2 separate regions of the Mus musculus genome follow, and region 1 is linked to region 2. Evidence: chromatin contacts called from public HiCAR-type data. All regions are on one chromosome and are shown on one strand. Each heading gives the region's core, a stretch centred on a gene start, on an enhancer-like site or on the middle of the called end of the contact. The rest is flanking DNA. Distances are from core to core; before and after follow the strand shown.

The links. HiCAR-type assays count read pairs that join an accessible place to other places.
Region 1: a HiCAR-type map of astrocytes shows a contact between it and region 2, with 2.6 times the contacts expected there. The contact joins two enhancer-like sites. A contact is called at or near these places in 1 of 484 Hi-C or Micro-C datasets (bone marrow-derived macrophages) and 3 of 115 datasets of contacts at active chromatin or transcription factors (astrocytes, bone marrow-derived macrophages and large pre-B cells).

The regions. Positions count from the first base shown.
Region 1 is chr10:44,871,632-44,875,314 of GRCm38.p6, forward strand. No RefSeq gene overlaps it. Among named protein-coding and RNA genes, the nearest start is that of Gm40638, 70 kb to the right of the region's middle. Within about 2 kb of position 2,285, at least 18 of the 459 cell types and tissues checked have an H3K27ac peak or open chromatin away from gene starts, as enhancers often do. A contact at or near this core is called in astrocytes, where this site is marked.
Region 2 is chr10:44,379,841-44,383,362 of GRCm38.p6, forward strand. No RefSeq gene overlaps it. Among named protein-coding and RNA genes, the nearest start is that of Mir1929, 22 kb to the left of the region's middle. Within about 2 kb of position 1,796, at least 189 of the 459 cell types and tissues checked have an H3K27ac peak or open chromatin away from gene starts, as enhancers often do. A contact at or near this core is called in astrocytes, where this site is marked.

The DNA.
Region 1 (3,683 bases), core at 1,035-3,534, 490 kb after region 2:
GATATGCATCATGTTATCTTCTTAGTCCTGAAAAATTGGGAGCTCACTCTCTCACTATCAGGTTATATAGTATCAGGAAAGATGTTACAAAGTATAGATCTTAAACAAACTGGAATGTGGCGCATCAGAATTCAAACTACATATTACTGAATATTGCTGTTTGTCTGTTTCAGCTTCTATACATAGAAACAAATGATCTCTACATTCATCTTTAAAGAAGCCACTAAGCATCTTAGCACATTTATTTTAAAAATCTTTATTAGCCAGGCAACAGTGGTGCATGACTTTAATTCCAATACTTGGGAGGCAAAACCAAGAGGATTTCTTTGAGTTTAAGTCCAGCCTGGTCCAAGTGAGTTCCAAGACAGCCAAAGCTACACAGAGAAACCCTGTCTCAAAAAACAAAAAACAAACAAACAAACAAACAAACAACAACAACAAAAACCCTTAACTGATGACTAAAATCTACTTTCTGTTATTATCAAGGTCAGATTTATTTATTTATTTATTTATTCGCCCCAAGAAGAGTGAGTGTATTTTGTTGACTGCTGAGCACTAGGAAAAAAAATAAGCAATAGAAAGGTCTGCTAACCTTCTGGGTCATGTATGTACTCCTGTATCATTCAAACAGGTCCCCAGAGCGACAGACAAAGCTCTTTCAAGGCTGACACCTATGGAAGGCGCATGGCATCGAGGGCACTGAAGACAATGTGCTGTGGTCGAAAGATGGTGCTCCTGTCAGGGCTTTCTGACTGAAGCAGAAGATGCTCCAGACTTCCATGTGTTTAGCTCTCATAAGATGTTAGACAAAGTTCCTATCACAATGTGAGCAGTAGACATGTGGTTTCACCCCTCCAGGAGTGGACTAACCTATGTTCAAGTTCAACATTTTTGGTGTTAACTGAAAAAAAAAATCATTGAACCAATGTAAACCCAAGATATATGATTATACAGTATAATTTCATTTGTGTAAAATAAAATACACAAATACAAGCATTCTTCTATGGGCTTTATAAAGAGTTCAAAAAATCAGAGCTGGGGGCCAGGAGACCAGAGCAGAAAATCTTATTTTTAATTCAAGTGTGTTACTTGCATTCTTTCTATAATTTATACTTTAAAAAGTTAATCTTAGAAACTGAACAAGGTATCTTTGTAATACCTTGTATGCTGTTTAATGGAATAACAATTTTTGTATATCAAGATTTAATTCTTATAAAACAGCAGATAGATAGATAGATAGATAGATGATAGATAGATAGATAGATAGATAGATAGATAGATAGATAGATAGACAGATAATTTGTGTGTGGTGGAGAGCTGAACTGAATAAAATGAATTTGGGTTTTTAGATTTTTTTAATGTATATGGGAGATTTGCTTGCATGTATGTATGTGTGTCTAAGCACCATGTGCATTTAGTAACCTCAGAAGCCAGAAGTGGATGCTGGGTCCCCCAGAACTGGCTTTATAGTTGGTTGGCAGCCATTACATGGGTCCTGGGGGTTGAATACAGGTCCTCTGGGAGAGTATTAGTGCTCTTAACAACTAAGCCATTTTTTCAGCCCATAAGAAATGAGTTTATATCAAAAGTCACCCCAAGAGTTATGATCAGTCCTGTGTACAGTCACACATCCCTGTAGCATTAGGTCTTTTTTTTAAGTAAATATGAATTGATAATCAGAAAAAATAAATAAAAATATTGTGGTGTGCTTTATGTATAGCAAACAACCCCAGTTAATTCTCCATCACGTAAGTGATTTAAAACTTTGTATGAAAATTAGCAAAAGCGTGTAAATGTTGTTCACACAGAAGCACAAGTATTCTACCCAGTCCTAGTTTTTCCAAATGCCCCAAATTCTCCTTTTCCCTTTAAAATTCTACAATAGGGAGAATTTCACTGCTTGTTTGGAGCCAGCATTACCACGGGGGCAGGGCATGGGACAGAGGCTTGGGGACACAGTCTGGCAATGAATCATGGGTCTTCTCTACACCTCCTTTGACAAGAATAGCTTGGCAGACAAGCAAAAGGAGTTTTCTATCTCTGACCCTTCAGTTTGACCCTTGGTGTCTCTGGAGCCCTATTCAGATATAACAAAGTAGCTTTGGTTCCCTTAGACTCCCAGAACACTCATTAGGAGTTTTCCATTTCTAATTGGCCCGAATCTGGGTCTCAGACCCGCATACAGCAGCAAGCCTTGCTGGGGAGGAGATTGCCTTGGCAGGCTTCGCTGTACATCCCACCCAGATTCCTAAGTACAGACCAAGGGGAGATTGCATCAGATTTGCCAAGGCAGACCAATTAGACATCCTGCAATCCTCTTGGTGACACTGTGCATGTGAAAGCCTTGGTTGTACTGTATCCCATTGCTAAATTTGGAGATAGTCTAAAAAGAAGGGAAGAAAAGCAAGACCAATCCAAGAATAGAGGAAACTTGCCTGGGCCAGTCAGTCTTCACATATTTGCAATGCCAAAAGAAGACAGGTTGTTCCAAGCCCAGCTGGTTGCAACAGAATCCTTGTTTCCCTGAAGTTACCCTGGAGAAGGAAGTGCCTTCTAGGTGCTTGGAGCTGATGTCTGCCAAGCCCACACATGACGTGAGCTGACAATAAGCCGTAATTAGTACTCAGAATACCAAGTTAGTTATCCAGCAGCAGTTAGATTACCCTGTGAGTGCATCTAACAAGCATACAGACTCTACTGAGCCCACAAGAGGGACAAGTATCAACAGAATTATTAATAATACTGAGGCCACTGTTGATGTTATTAATGAGATACCTTGTACATATGCATCAGATGGACCTTTAGTTCTTGTTGGAAAATTGGACTTAGTATATACTAAGATTTCAAAATCTTAATGGCTTTAATCTTAATAAATAACAATATTATCCATTTAGACCATTTAAAAAGAAGTCATGCACTCCTTTGCCCAGGCAAAAATAGAAACAAACCAAAAACCTACCACCAATAAAAACTTAGCTAAGCATTTTGGTTTTTTAAAAAACTAATCCTTCCCAGAGTCTTTTCAATTCTTTTGTTTAGAGTTTTTCCACCCCTTCTGGACATGAAAGCCACAATCTAAGTAATACCCACTTAAGGGTTTTCACAAATTGACACTTCCCCTGATGTTCTGTTGACAGCTAATACCTCAAAAAAGGTGGGAAGAGGCACAGACAAGGACGAGATACACCTGGCAGGTATATCACTGATATAATCTAAAAATGCTTTCAGAAGATGTGGAAGCACACGTTGTCCCAAAAAGAAGGCATGCAGAAGTGCACACAGCAGAAACCACCCAGTGGGTTAGTACAGATGCCAGCTACTAGATTGCCTTCTCATCTGTCCTTCATGAGGGCATGCCCTTAACAGAGGACATATGCCCTGAAACTGAGTTCACATTCCAGAACGCAGGGTTCACTTCTGATTTAATCTCCAAAAAAAAAAAAAAACCATTGAGGAGACTATAAAAACCGGGGGGGGGGGGAGGGAGGGGGAGAGAAAGAGAGAGAGCATGAATATAAGAAAAAGAAATTAAAATTTTATAAGGAAGCAAGATACAGAAGTATACAGAATTATTGCGATGTTTTAGGTCTGGTTATATGGCTGTATGTGCATGTATTTCGTGTTAACAACCACATATTTAAAGAATTCAAATTCTATCAATATTACTTTTCTGCACAGGATTC
Region 2 (3,522 bases), core at 546-3,045:
CAATGCCATACTTCTGTTGAGCCAGCTCACCTGGAGATTGGCTTTAGTGATGGGATTCTCTGCTTTGGCTCTGCTATGCTGTTCTCAAGCCCACACACTGGACCTTCTTGGTCCAGTTGTCCATGTTTCCATAGTTGACCAAATTGTTTACCCTAATTCCCCCACAGTTAAGAAAATTCTGTGACATTGTCAAGAAAGCCATTGTCCATTTAAAAGGTCATTCATCTTTTTAAAGGTCTCGTTCATCTCATTCATCTTTTTCTCTCATTCATCTTCCATTGGTATTTTCTGCCTGTGTTCACTGTCTGCGCAACAGCGTGGCTGTTCAGCGCTCTCCATATGGACCTTTGATCCCTCCCAGATTGCAGATTTCTGGAGACCAAAGCCAGAGAGCTTGGTACCACTCCTGAGGTGAAGGGCAGAACGGGCGCAGCCTGTCTGAGGACTCTCGAGAGGGTTCTGCCAAGCACATGGCTCTCTACTTTTCTCCTCTGTTATTTCCAGAAAGTCTCACAAACTCCTTCCATCTCAATTCGGGCCTTCTTCAACAAGCAGAGACAGATTTAAGGTGAGGGACTTCTCCGGCTGGCCCTGCAGCCGGGGTCTGAAAGTGACGTGTCAGGCAGGGGTTGGGGCGTGGTTGGCCTCCACCCTCGGCTGGAAAAGGACATTTTTTTTTTTCAAGGAGAAGGTCTTGTCTCTGTGTCTACCTCATCGCAATCCTCTTTGTCTGGTTTCTTCCTCCTACCCAGTCTCCTTTGCCTGCCTTCCCCTTTCCCTGACTGACTTCCAGGCTACCCCTCCCCCAGCCTGTCTTCGTGCCTTCCTCCTTACACTCGCCTGATCCTCTGTGCGTCTGGTCGGTTTCTGTTCCCTCTTGTTCTTTTTCTTTCACTTTCCGCCGCCCACCCGTCATTTTTAACAGTGTCATCATGACTTACAGTGTGGGAACATGGAACTCAGCGTCTCCCACATTACACAGCCATCTCCGGATTCCATGTGACCAGCACTCTTGCCCTTCGCTATGAGGGCAGAATTGATGCCCCACCACTTCCCAGCTGCCAAGGCCCAACTCTCTCTGAGTCTCTGCTTCCTGCTCACTGCAGAGGAGGGCAAGGCTAGAGCGGGAGGATGGGGCAGCTGCTCGTACAACTGCGAGCGGAGGTTTCTAGTACTGACATATATGACTATCTTCATAATCGACAGAGCTCAGCTGAAACATCCAAGTCAAACGAATAGCAGGGTCTCAGTCATACACAGAAAGCACTCTTCCCTTTTTCTTCCCTCAGCCCCACACATGCAGGCTTGTGCAATCAGTTCTTATATAAAGATCTGCTTGAAGTCAGGCCTGGGGTTTCTCGGAGGCATTATACCCCCCTTTCAAAGGTCAGGGTTCACTCAGAGCAGCTAGAGTAACCTGGATGTTAAGAGTTGGGAGGGGAGGCACCTCGAGGTTTCCGGGAATAGGACCTTCTTAGACTCTGTTTCACAATGCAAAGAATGGTTTGTATGTCTCACATGCAAACCAGATTTGTTGATCTGAGTGGCAATGTCCCTTTGCAACTGTGACCAAGGATGGAAATTAAGCCTGTCTCTGTCTCAGAGGCTGGGCTTCTGCCAAGCACTCCGTTTACTGCTGGTTTGCTACCTTAACCCTTGGCAGCAGCCCGGGGCTCTGCTTGCAGCCAGCACCCAGCCAACACAGTGAAAGTGATCTTTGCATTGAGCTGTCTGCCTACAGGTCTCTACAGGCATCTCCTGCCCTGGCCTGTCTGCAGAGCCAGAGAGGCTGGCTGACAGGAAAGTGAGCCAAGGCTCCTGGCAACGTTCCAAGTCCCAGAAAGGAACTGCACCTAATCCAGCATCCTCTTCCTTTTTTTTTTTTTTTTTTTTTTTTTTCAGGTGCAAGTGGTTAAAATTCACAGTCATGGTTCCACTGAGTGGAGAAGCTTCACTCCCAACACAGCAGGGCCGGTCCGGCGCTGGGGCCCAGTTAAAGGTGATTAAGCTGTTTAGAACAGAACGGATGCTCAAAAAAGGGGCCTCCAGCCACGTTCCTCTCTGTTCTGCTGTAGGATGCTGGACACAAAGGCCCTCGGCAGCTGCCACCCCTCAGTCTCGAACTTGCCTAGAACCCTGAGCAGAGACATAGTCGGTTCACTATCCGGTACCGACCGGTTCTGGTATTCTGTGACAGTGGTAAGCGAAACGAAGCCACCTCCCATGGGCGCACCCTCCCACGACACCTGCAAGAGAGCAGCCACAAAGCATGAGGCTGCTGGTCCGTAAAGACCTCGAAGTGGCCTCAGAGGCCCAGTTCGGGTACTGAGAAAGTATTGATGTTTATGGACTATGCAAAGATGGTCTGAAGAAAAGGGAAAATACAGCAGAGATCTTCCTACATAGGAATGCAGTTTCAAAACACAATTTGAAAAGAACTATTTCTAGGGGCTGAAGAGGTGGCTCAGCAGTTAAGAACACTGGGAGCAACTCCAGAAGACCCAGGTTCAATTCTCAGTGCCCACATGGCAGCTCACAACTGTTTATAACTCCAGGTCCAGGAGATCAAACACCCTTCCAAATACATAATGTAGGCAAAACACCAATGCACATAAAATTGAAAGAAAGAAAGAAAGAAAGAAAGAAAGAAGGAAAGAGAGAGAGAGAGAGAGAAAGAGAAAGAAAGAGAGAAAGAGAAAGAGAGAAAGAGAGAAAGAAGAAAATAAATCCGGGTAACGGTGGCACATGCCCTTAATCCCAGCACTCGGGAGGTAGAGGCAGGGGAATCTCTGTAAATTTCAGAATAGCCAGAGCTGCACAGAGAAACCCTGACTCAAAAAAAAAAAAAAAAAAAAAAAAAAAAAAGAAAGAAAAAAAAAAGAAAAAGAAAAGAAAAAGGAAAAGGAAAAGGAAGGAAGGGAGGAGGAAGCGGAGGGGAACTAGTTCTATAAAACCGTAGCTTTCATCCGTATTCACTAAAGGGCAGCAGTCTACCACTCCAGGCTGCCTTATATCAGAACTAAATGTGTAATGCTGCCCAGGCTGAGTACTCACCTTAGGGTCCTTTTAACTGGTTTTGAAAGTTTCAAAGCTGAACTTCCTAAGGGCTTTGCCCTAGACCTATCGATACACATGGAAATGTAAGGGGGAAAAATCCTTTAACCTCCATATATATACACATACATACATATTAATCTGAAAAAAAAAGGAGAAATTGAGATGTAATAGTAGAGGCAGGACTAGCAGTAACTGACTAATACTTACTATGCTCATATGCGGTATGAGTGTAAACGTCATACACACGCAGTGTCAGGTTTTTTAAATTCGATTGTATGACTGAAATGCTTGGTAGAACTTCTGCTTCTGGCCAGGATGGGATAATCGACCCAATGTGTCTTCCTTCCTGCAATAACCTCCAGGAGGAAAGCAGACAGAACACACAAAGCGCTTGTTTTCACAACAGCAGACCTCAGGCAGTACAGAGCAGTGCTCCCTGAGAACCGGGAAACAAACGAGGGGCCC